Linked DNA regions of Gossypium hirsutum: regions 2 and 3 are each linked to region 1. A link is a contact called in public Hi-C data. All regions are on one chromosome and are shown on one strand. Each heading gives the region's core, a stretch centred on a gene start, on an enhancer-like site or on the middle of the called end of the contact. The rest is flanking DNA. Distances are from core to core; before and after follow the strand shown.

Region 1 (2,700 bases), core at 7-2,506:
AAATCTAAAATGATAAATTTAAGGCTTTAAACAAATAAATTATCAAATCAAGTTTATCATACTAATGCCTAGTTTGGTTACTAGTGTAATAATATGAGGAAAAATCTTATTTATTACGTATGTATTGCAATAGCTAGATATAAAATAAAGAATAGTTAGTTCAAATTTAAATTTGAAATTAAAAAGATATGTAATAATTCTTGTAAAAAAAAGACATTTTCAAAATAAACAAAAAAATTTCCTTCTATTTACTAAAACTAAATCATTAGAGTAACTAAATATTACCAATTGAATTAGTTTATTATTAACTCATATATTAAAACATGCGTAAAAAAAATTCCTACCAAACGTAGCTTAATTATATTATTTTTTTTTCTCTTATTTTATTTTATAAGAGTTTTCAAATATACATGACATTTATGTTCTTTAACTTAGAATTTAGTTACATTATCAATGATATTTTAATGTGGTTGGTTAGTTTTTTTTAAAAAATTTAATTTTAACAAATTTATTTGGCTCGAATATCATTTAATTCGATTAAATTAAAAAAAATAAATTGAATTAAAATAATAAAATCAAATTCTTTAATTTGATTACTTTTCGAATTGCTTATTTTACAGTAAGGAGATATGAGCATAACCCACTAATATCAAGAAGTTGTGTCCTATTTTAATTCCCACAATTTGTTTAGTGACTATACCAAGAATGAGAGATTTGTCAAGCTATTGACAAACTAAATGAACAAAATAAGTTGAGATAAGTTACTGGTACAATCATTAATGACTAATTAATTTTTGGACATTAATATGATTTATAAGTACGTAACTATGCTCAACAGCTTATATATATAAATCATATACATGTTGCAATATATACTTAAGAAACCTTTTCAAACCTTTAATTAAATTCTAAAATTTGATTAATAGTTGTAGAAGAAATCGACTCTTTCGAAAGAAGTTATGTTGTTTTAAGGACGTCGGTCTAACCCCTTAACAATAGAAGATAGTATCTCTCAAGGAGAGTTTTATCTCCCCTTAACGGAGGATAATGTTTTGACCATACGTATGACCAGTCACTAAAAGGCGATGAAAACATTTTACCTTTGGTGGCATTCGAACTCCTACCTTTTTTTAAAATAAGTCAGATATATGATATAAAAATAATATGAGTTTTAGAAAATAATTCCTTTATTTTTTTTAGGTCATAATAATCCAAAATCCAAATAGAAAAACAGCGGGCCCACACTTGTAAAAATATCCAACATAGAACACAGTTTCCAAAATCCATTCAAATGAAAATCATTAATAAATTTAATTATATGAAAAAAATCAATATTCCGTAATTTTCCTATATAATAAACACCGTCCTCTTCGTCTCTCTTACTTCTAATTTCTTACCTTAGAAAAAAGAAAAAAAGATCGTTTATTTTTTGCTTTCTTATCGACGCCATGGCACCTAACGGGGTCGTTTCCGACAAGAGTTTAATCGTGAGTTTCGGTGAGATGCTCATCGACTTCGTCCCCACCGTCTCCGGTGTTTCTTTAGCGGAAGCTCCAGGCTTCCTCAAAGCCCCCGGTGGAGCCCCAGCCAACGTGGCGATTGCCGTCTCAAGACTAGGCGGTAAAGCATCCTTCGTCGGAAAACTCGGCGACGATGAGTTCGGTCACATGCTTGCCGATATTCTCAAGCAAAACGGAGTCTCTGGTGACGGGATCTTATTTGACCCAAGGTGCTAGGACGTCTTGGAGGAATTGAATCTTGATCTTATAAGATCCGTAAGTGACATCTTTTTACCTTCATTTCTTTTCTTTTTTTTCGTTTTAGTGCAACTTTCGTCTGTTCTTTCTTCGATCTTGACTTTAAAGAACCAAAAAAGACTGTAGGAAAAAAAAACAAGAAGAAAACTGATACTCACGCGCCGTAATGTGAGAGTAGAGTTTTAATAAGACTGACATGTCAGCCATATTAGCCAATATTATTATGATCCATAGTTCTATAGAGGACCCACGCTGAGTATCTAGGCACCGTAAATTGTCAAAACTGCGGGCATTGATGTTGTCACCTATCGGTGAGGTTTGTCCGACGTAACAGTATGCTTATTATTGGGACCTAATCTGGATCTCTGGATATATTAATTTGACTATCAACATTTGGTGTGGGAAGTGCTAACTTCACATCCACTGTGACCTAACTCTTACTAAAAGGAATGGGTGAAATTTGCCGTGTTTTGCGGGATTACTTTATATGGATCGCCACTATGACATTATATGATTGCGTCCACGATGGGACCAAAATCCATCAACTAACGTTAAACCCCGTCTCTCACGTGATTTCACGTGCTTCGCTTGGTCACACCAACCCTGAACATCAATGGCAAAACGCGCTGGATCTTCATTTTGCTTTTTCTGTCTCTTTTGACCTTTTATGTTATTTTATTATAATTCCGTATATTTATGCCCTTACTCCCTGTATTCTTTGGATTTTGAAAATTTAATCTTCTAGGTACTTGTTAATTCTGTGACGATTAAAAATTGAAGTCCAATAGATAACCCCTAGTCAAATTTTAAATTTAAATAATCTGAAGAGTACAGGGACTGGGGGCATAATTAGACCTTTTAATATGTATGTTTGGTTTGAATTTGGATATTTTAAAGAAAACGATGGATGGACATAAACTTAAGTTGTAGCCTTGTGGTAAGA
Region 2 (2,700 bases), core at 43-2,542, 140 kb after region 1:
CTTATTACCACGCATGTTCCTAACATACGTTAATTATAAGTACCAAATGACTTTCAAGGTCGTCACTCATGTTCCCAACGTTCTGACTGTTCACTAACAAATCAACAATAAATATGAGGAAAAGTTAATGATTGTCACATTGCTTTAATACTCAGTCACATGGAAACGTGTATCAGATTTATTAATGCAAAAGTTGCAAAACCTAAAAAATTGCAACGCTTATTACTACACATGTTCCCAACCTATGCTAATCATAAGCACCATTTGACCTTTCAAGGTCGTCACTCATGTTCCCAATGTTATGGCTGCTCACTAACAACCCGACAATAAATATGTGGAAAAATTAATAATTGTCATATCGCTTCAATACTCAATCACATGGAAACATGTATCACTTTCATTAATGCAAAAGTCACAAAAACCCAAAAATCAAAATGCTTATGACCACACATGTTCCTAACATATGTTGATCATAATACCATTTGACCTTTTAAGGTTGTCACTCATATCTCTAAAATTTACTTATACGTACCCTTCAATGTGTTTAACACACAAACACCTAAAACAAATAAGTCTTGATGAATGTCACTTTGTAATCTCCCTCTCAACTTGGGTGAGGACAATTGTTTAAATAAATCATGTTGCATGAAGAAGCTACCTCACTGCATGAAGAAGCTTACCCAATACAACTAGAAAGCAACCTTAACACTGCATCACACTACTTCACCTAAAGAGATGCTCTTGCCAAATACTATAAGATCATTTACAAAAAGGTCATGCATGTATAGCATTTAGATCGACAACAAGTCACATCAACCTTGCATAATAACCCTTTAACAAGACAACATAGCTTCCAGTCACATCTTAGTGCACTTGTTGACATCTTAGTGCACTTGTTGAGAGTCCTCTGTGACTCAATAATTTCTTTGTTAAGATAGTTTTACACACCCAAACTTTGTTAAATATATTCAAAACCTTAAAACATCTCTCTTAGGCCTTAACCTATCTGATCTAGCTTTCAACATCACTGTGCGAACTACCGTTACCCATCCATTACCTAAACTTGCATCAATGGATTAGATTTCACATAAAAAGCAAATGATTGTTAACGATTTGATTGAGATTTTCAAAACCATGAAATACATGGCCAAAATTATTCAAATTAAAGTAGAAAGACTAATGATGTAACTTGAGTAAAGAACAGGGACTGTTCTTAATATATGACCAAAATGAATAAAACAAGAAGGGCAAAAGGGTAATGTAGGTAAAATCGAAACTTTAAAAGGGAATCACAATCACACTTTTCTTCCCACTCTCGCTCGCCACAGACACCAAAGAAAGGCCTCACCACAAGCCTCTCATCGACAATGGCGGCTGCCACTGCGAACTCCGCTTTGCCTAAGCTTTCTACGTTAACTTCCTCCTTCAAATCTTCCATACCCATTTCCAAATCCAGCCTTCCCTTCTCCACAACCCCTCAAAAGCCCACCCCTTACCGCTCCTTCGACGTTTCCTGCTCTCTTTCTCATGCAAGCTCTAACCCCAGATCCGCCGCCACATCCGTTACCCCAAAAAATGCTCCTCCCCATGATTTCATTTCCAGGTATGCGGATGATGAGCCCCGGAAAGGCGCTGATATCCTGGTGGAAGCCCTGGTTCGTGAAGGGGTCAAGGATGTGTTTGCCTACCCAGGTGGAGCTTCAATGGAGATCCACCAGGCTTTAACCCGCTCAAAAATCATCCGAAATGTCCTTCCGCGACACGAGCAAGGTGGGGTCTTTGCCGCCGAGGGCTACGCGCGCTCCTCTGGCATTCCCGGCGTTTGCATTGCGACGTCTGGCCCTGGGGCAACCAACTTGGTGAGTGGTCTCGCTGATGCAATGCTCGATAGTATCCCTCTCGTGGCGATCACTGGTCAAGTCCCTCGTCGGATGATCGGTACCGATGCTTTCCAGGAAACTCCAATTGTTGAGGTAACAAGGTCTATTACGAAGCATAATTATCTTGTTCTTGATGTGGATGATATTCCTAGGATTGTTAGTGAGGCTTTCTTTTTAGCTTCCTCGGGCAGGCCGGGACCTGTTCTGATTGATGTTCCTAAGGATATACAACAGCAACTTGCTGTTCCTAAATGGAACCATTCTCTTAGATTGCCAGGGTATTTGTCTAGGTTGCCTAAGGCTCCCGGTGAGGCTCATCTCGAACAGATTGTTAGATTGGTTTCTGAGTCTAAGAAGCCTGTTTTATATGTTGGTGGTGGGTGTTTGAACTCTAGTGAGGAGTTGAAGAGGTTTGTTGAGCTTACAGGGATACCTGTTGCAAGTACTTTGATGGGTCTTGGAGCCTTTCCGATTTCGGATGACTTGTCGTTACAAATGCTTGGGATGCACGGAACTGTGTATGCCAATTATGCTGTTGATAAGAGTGATTTGTTGCTTGCTTTTGGAGTGAGATTTGATGATAGGGTGACGGGAAAACTTGAGGCTTTTGCCAGCCGGGCAAAGATTGTGCATATCGATATCGATTCTGCCGAGATTGGGAAGAACAAGCAGCCTCATGTGTCAGTGTGTTCCGATGTGAAATTGGCATTGCAGGGGATAAATAAGATATTGGAGACCAAGGTAGCAAAGCTGAATCTTGATTATTCGGAATGGAGGCAGGAGTTAAACGAGCAGAAGCTGAAATTCCCTTTGAGTTACA
Region 3 (2,700 bases), core at 169-2,668, 150 kb before region 1:
AATTAATAGACAAAAGACAGAAGTTCAATATAATAATACAGAATAATAAAACATGACAACAATATTATACAATATGCAATATGCATAAAATATAATATGTGCAAAAGTCTTTCTACCCAAAAAAGAAAAAGCAAGGTTCAGAATGAAAAGGTAAAAACAACTCTCCTATTGCTCTGGATTTTAATTTAGGATAAATTGTTCATTCTTAAAAAAATAAAATTAATTTAATCTCAGTAAATTTTAAAAATGAATAATTAAAAATAATTATTTATGACAAATAATGTTATTCATCAATTGTGTATAAATTTAATTGACATAATAATAAATTAATCTCTCATCATTTACATATTCTTCAATTCGATCAATATTCTAAAAGAATCATTTGAAAAAATATATAAAATTTTAACAACTAAACAACGTTGAAATATATATATATAAGTCATTAGCTTTAAATATATAGAGAGACCAAATATGTAAACTTTGAAAACTAAATTTGTTAAAAATATATAAAAAATTTAAAATAAATATACTTATATATAACTCATTACCTTTAAATATATATAGAGAGACTGAATGTGTAAAATCTGAAGATTAAATTTATTGAAAAATATAAAAATCATTAGCTTTAATATATATATATATTAACAGTTCGATTTAAATTTTGAAAATTGAAAAATAGATAAACTAAATTCTGAAAATAAAAATATAGAGACTAAATATAAAAAAAAATTGAAGTGTACATGGACTTATATCATATTTTTAACCAAATATAAAAATGCTTTATAGAAAAATCCCTTACGTTTTTTTTTTGAAAAATTATGTTTAAATAAAAGATTGAAAATATTTAAAACAATTAGCAAAAATCACGTTAAGATGGGATGAGACAAGATGAGAATGAATGTCTTATTTTATTGATAGGATTTGTTACCATTTTAGCAACTTTGACAGCTTGGTCAATTACTCGAGATTCACGATTATTTTATTTCTTAATACTAATAAAGTATAGGGATCAAATAGAATCATTTTCTTCTCAAAACTTTTGTTTTTTTTTTTTCATTTGAATTAATTCTCGTTGGGGAAGATTTGATATACCATAGAGGTTGGGTTTTTGTAATAATAAGAGTTACGGGTGATTGTTTTGGAAAGAGCAAAAATCAGTCAAAATCTAAATATAAAAGAAATGGATGTTAGACACAGCGGGAAAGCCAGAGTGGACTAATTCTAGTAAAATTGAGTTCGGAATGACCGTGCTTGAAGAAAACCAAGTCTCAGTCCCACACCTAAAACACGCGTAAACATCCGTTGAGGAAGTAGAGTAGAGTAAAGAAGAATAATAATAATAATAAGGCAACGGTCCCCTCCTTTAAAATTTCCCATTTCTCTAAAGATCCGTTATCAACGGTCCAATTATTTAATTCAACGAAACGCGTTTATTGGAACACACGCCGGCCTAACTATCCTCTAAATACGCTTTCTTTTCCCTTCCAAACTCCTCAACTATTTTTTCTCCCAAATTTGCTTTCCACCGCACAAATATTCGTTTCCCCACTTTCAATGCCCTCTTTTCTCTTTCGGATTTTCTTGCTATACAATCTCCTCCTCGACTATTTGGTCCCCAGAAAGCTCAAATCTTTCCTCTCTCCTTCTTGTACTATCACCACTCCCTTTGTTTCTGTCGGAGGTGAAACCGAAAAGAACCCATCTCCGGCAGTTGCATTGGCATCGGTCTCCCCTCGTTGTCCTCTAAAAAGAATGGACGCTGCTGAGTTGAAGAGAGTGTTCCAATTGTTCGACAAGAACGGAGATGGGTCCATCTCCAAGAAAGAGTTGAACGATTCGTTGGAGAATATGGGTATCTGCATCCCTGATCCTGAATTAACCCAAATGATCGAAAAGATTGATGTCAACGGCGATAAGTGCATCGATATCGACGAGTTCAGTGAGCTGTACCGATCCATTATGGATAATAAGGATGAAGAAGAAGATATGAAGGAAGCTTTCAATGTTTTCGATCAAAACGGTGACGGATACATTTCCGTGGAGGAGTTGAGGTCCGTTTTGGAATCGCTTGGGCTTAAGCAAGGGAAAGGGATCGAAGATTGTAAAAGGATGATAACGAAGGTGGATGTAGACGGTGACGGTAGGGTTAATTTTATGGAATTCAAGCAAATGATGAAAGGAGGTGGCTTTACAGCCATGGCATAAAACATTCCGTCTATATTGGATTTGTAGATAAGCTTGTAAGATCTTCGGGCTGCATTACATTTGTTGGAAAATGGAATCCATAACTTAAGAAAGGGAGAGGATGCAATGGGATGGGAGGAATGGGGGAACAATTTTTATCACCAAAGATTGATAGCAGTATGGTGTTTTTGGTTCCATTTTATTTGGGTTTATTTTTTCAGGATTGTAAGATTGGTTTGGGAATTTGGTGGTTTTATTGTTTCTGTTTCTGAATTTCCCCATTGTCTTTATTTTTTCTAATCTTAATTTCTTTTTTATTCCTCTTATTCCCTTGTGTATATTTGATATGTGATCTGCTTATTTATCATATTTTTATCACTAAGTGTTTCTGTCCTGGTACTTTTATATTAATATTATATGTTTAAATTTACGTATTTTTACATTAATATTATTATCAATATTGATCTAATTGAATTAAGATAAATATTCAAAATAATTACTCATATTACCTTTGTG

The links. Hi-C and Micro-C count contacts between places; a contact is called where the count stands out from the background.
Region 2: a contact with region 1 is called in a Hi-C map of leaf, with 1.9 times the contacts expected there. The contact joins the promoter of LOC121208483 here to the promoter of LOC107896928 in region 1. A contact is called at or near these places in 3 of 34 Hi-C or Micro-C datasets (all in leaf).
Region 3: a contact with region 1 is called in a Hi-C map of leaf, with 2.1 times the contacts expected there. The contact joins the promoter of LOC107896932 here to the promoter of LOC107896928 in region 1. A contact is called at or near these places in 3 of 34 Hi-C or Micro-C datasets (callus, hypocotyl and leaf).

The regions. Positions count from the first base shown.
Region 1 is chrA10:78,725,241-78,727,940 of Gossypium_hirsutum_v2.1, forward strand. LOC107896928 (probable fructokinase-4) reads left to right here and starts at 1,257. Exons shown (of 4, transcript XM_016822238.2): 1 at 1,257-1,775. The coding sequence starts at 1,449.
Region 2 is chrA10:78,863,534-78,866,233 of Gossypium_hirsutum_v2.1, forward strand. LOC121208483 (acetolactate synthase 3, chloroplastic) reads left to right here and starts at 1,293. Exons shown (of 1, transcript XM_041079242.1): 1 at 1,293-2,700. The coding sequence starts at 1,368.
Region 3 is chrA10:78,570,446-78,573,145 of Gossypium_hirsutum_v2.1, forward strand. It overlaps LOC107896932 (calmodulin-like protein 7), which reads left to right and starts at 1,419. Exons shown (of 1, transcript XM_016822243.2): 1 at 1,419-2,630. The coding sequence starts at 1,555. The coding sequence ends at 2,205.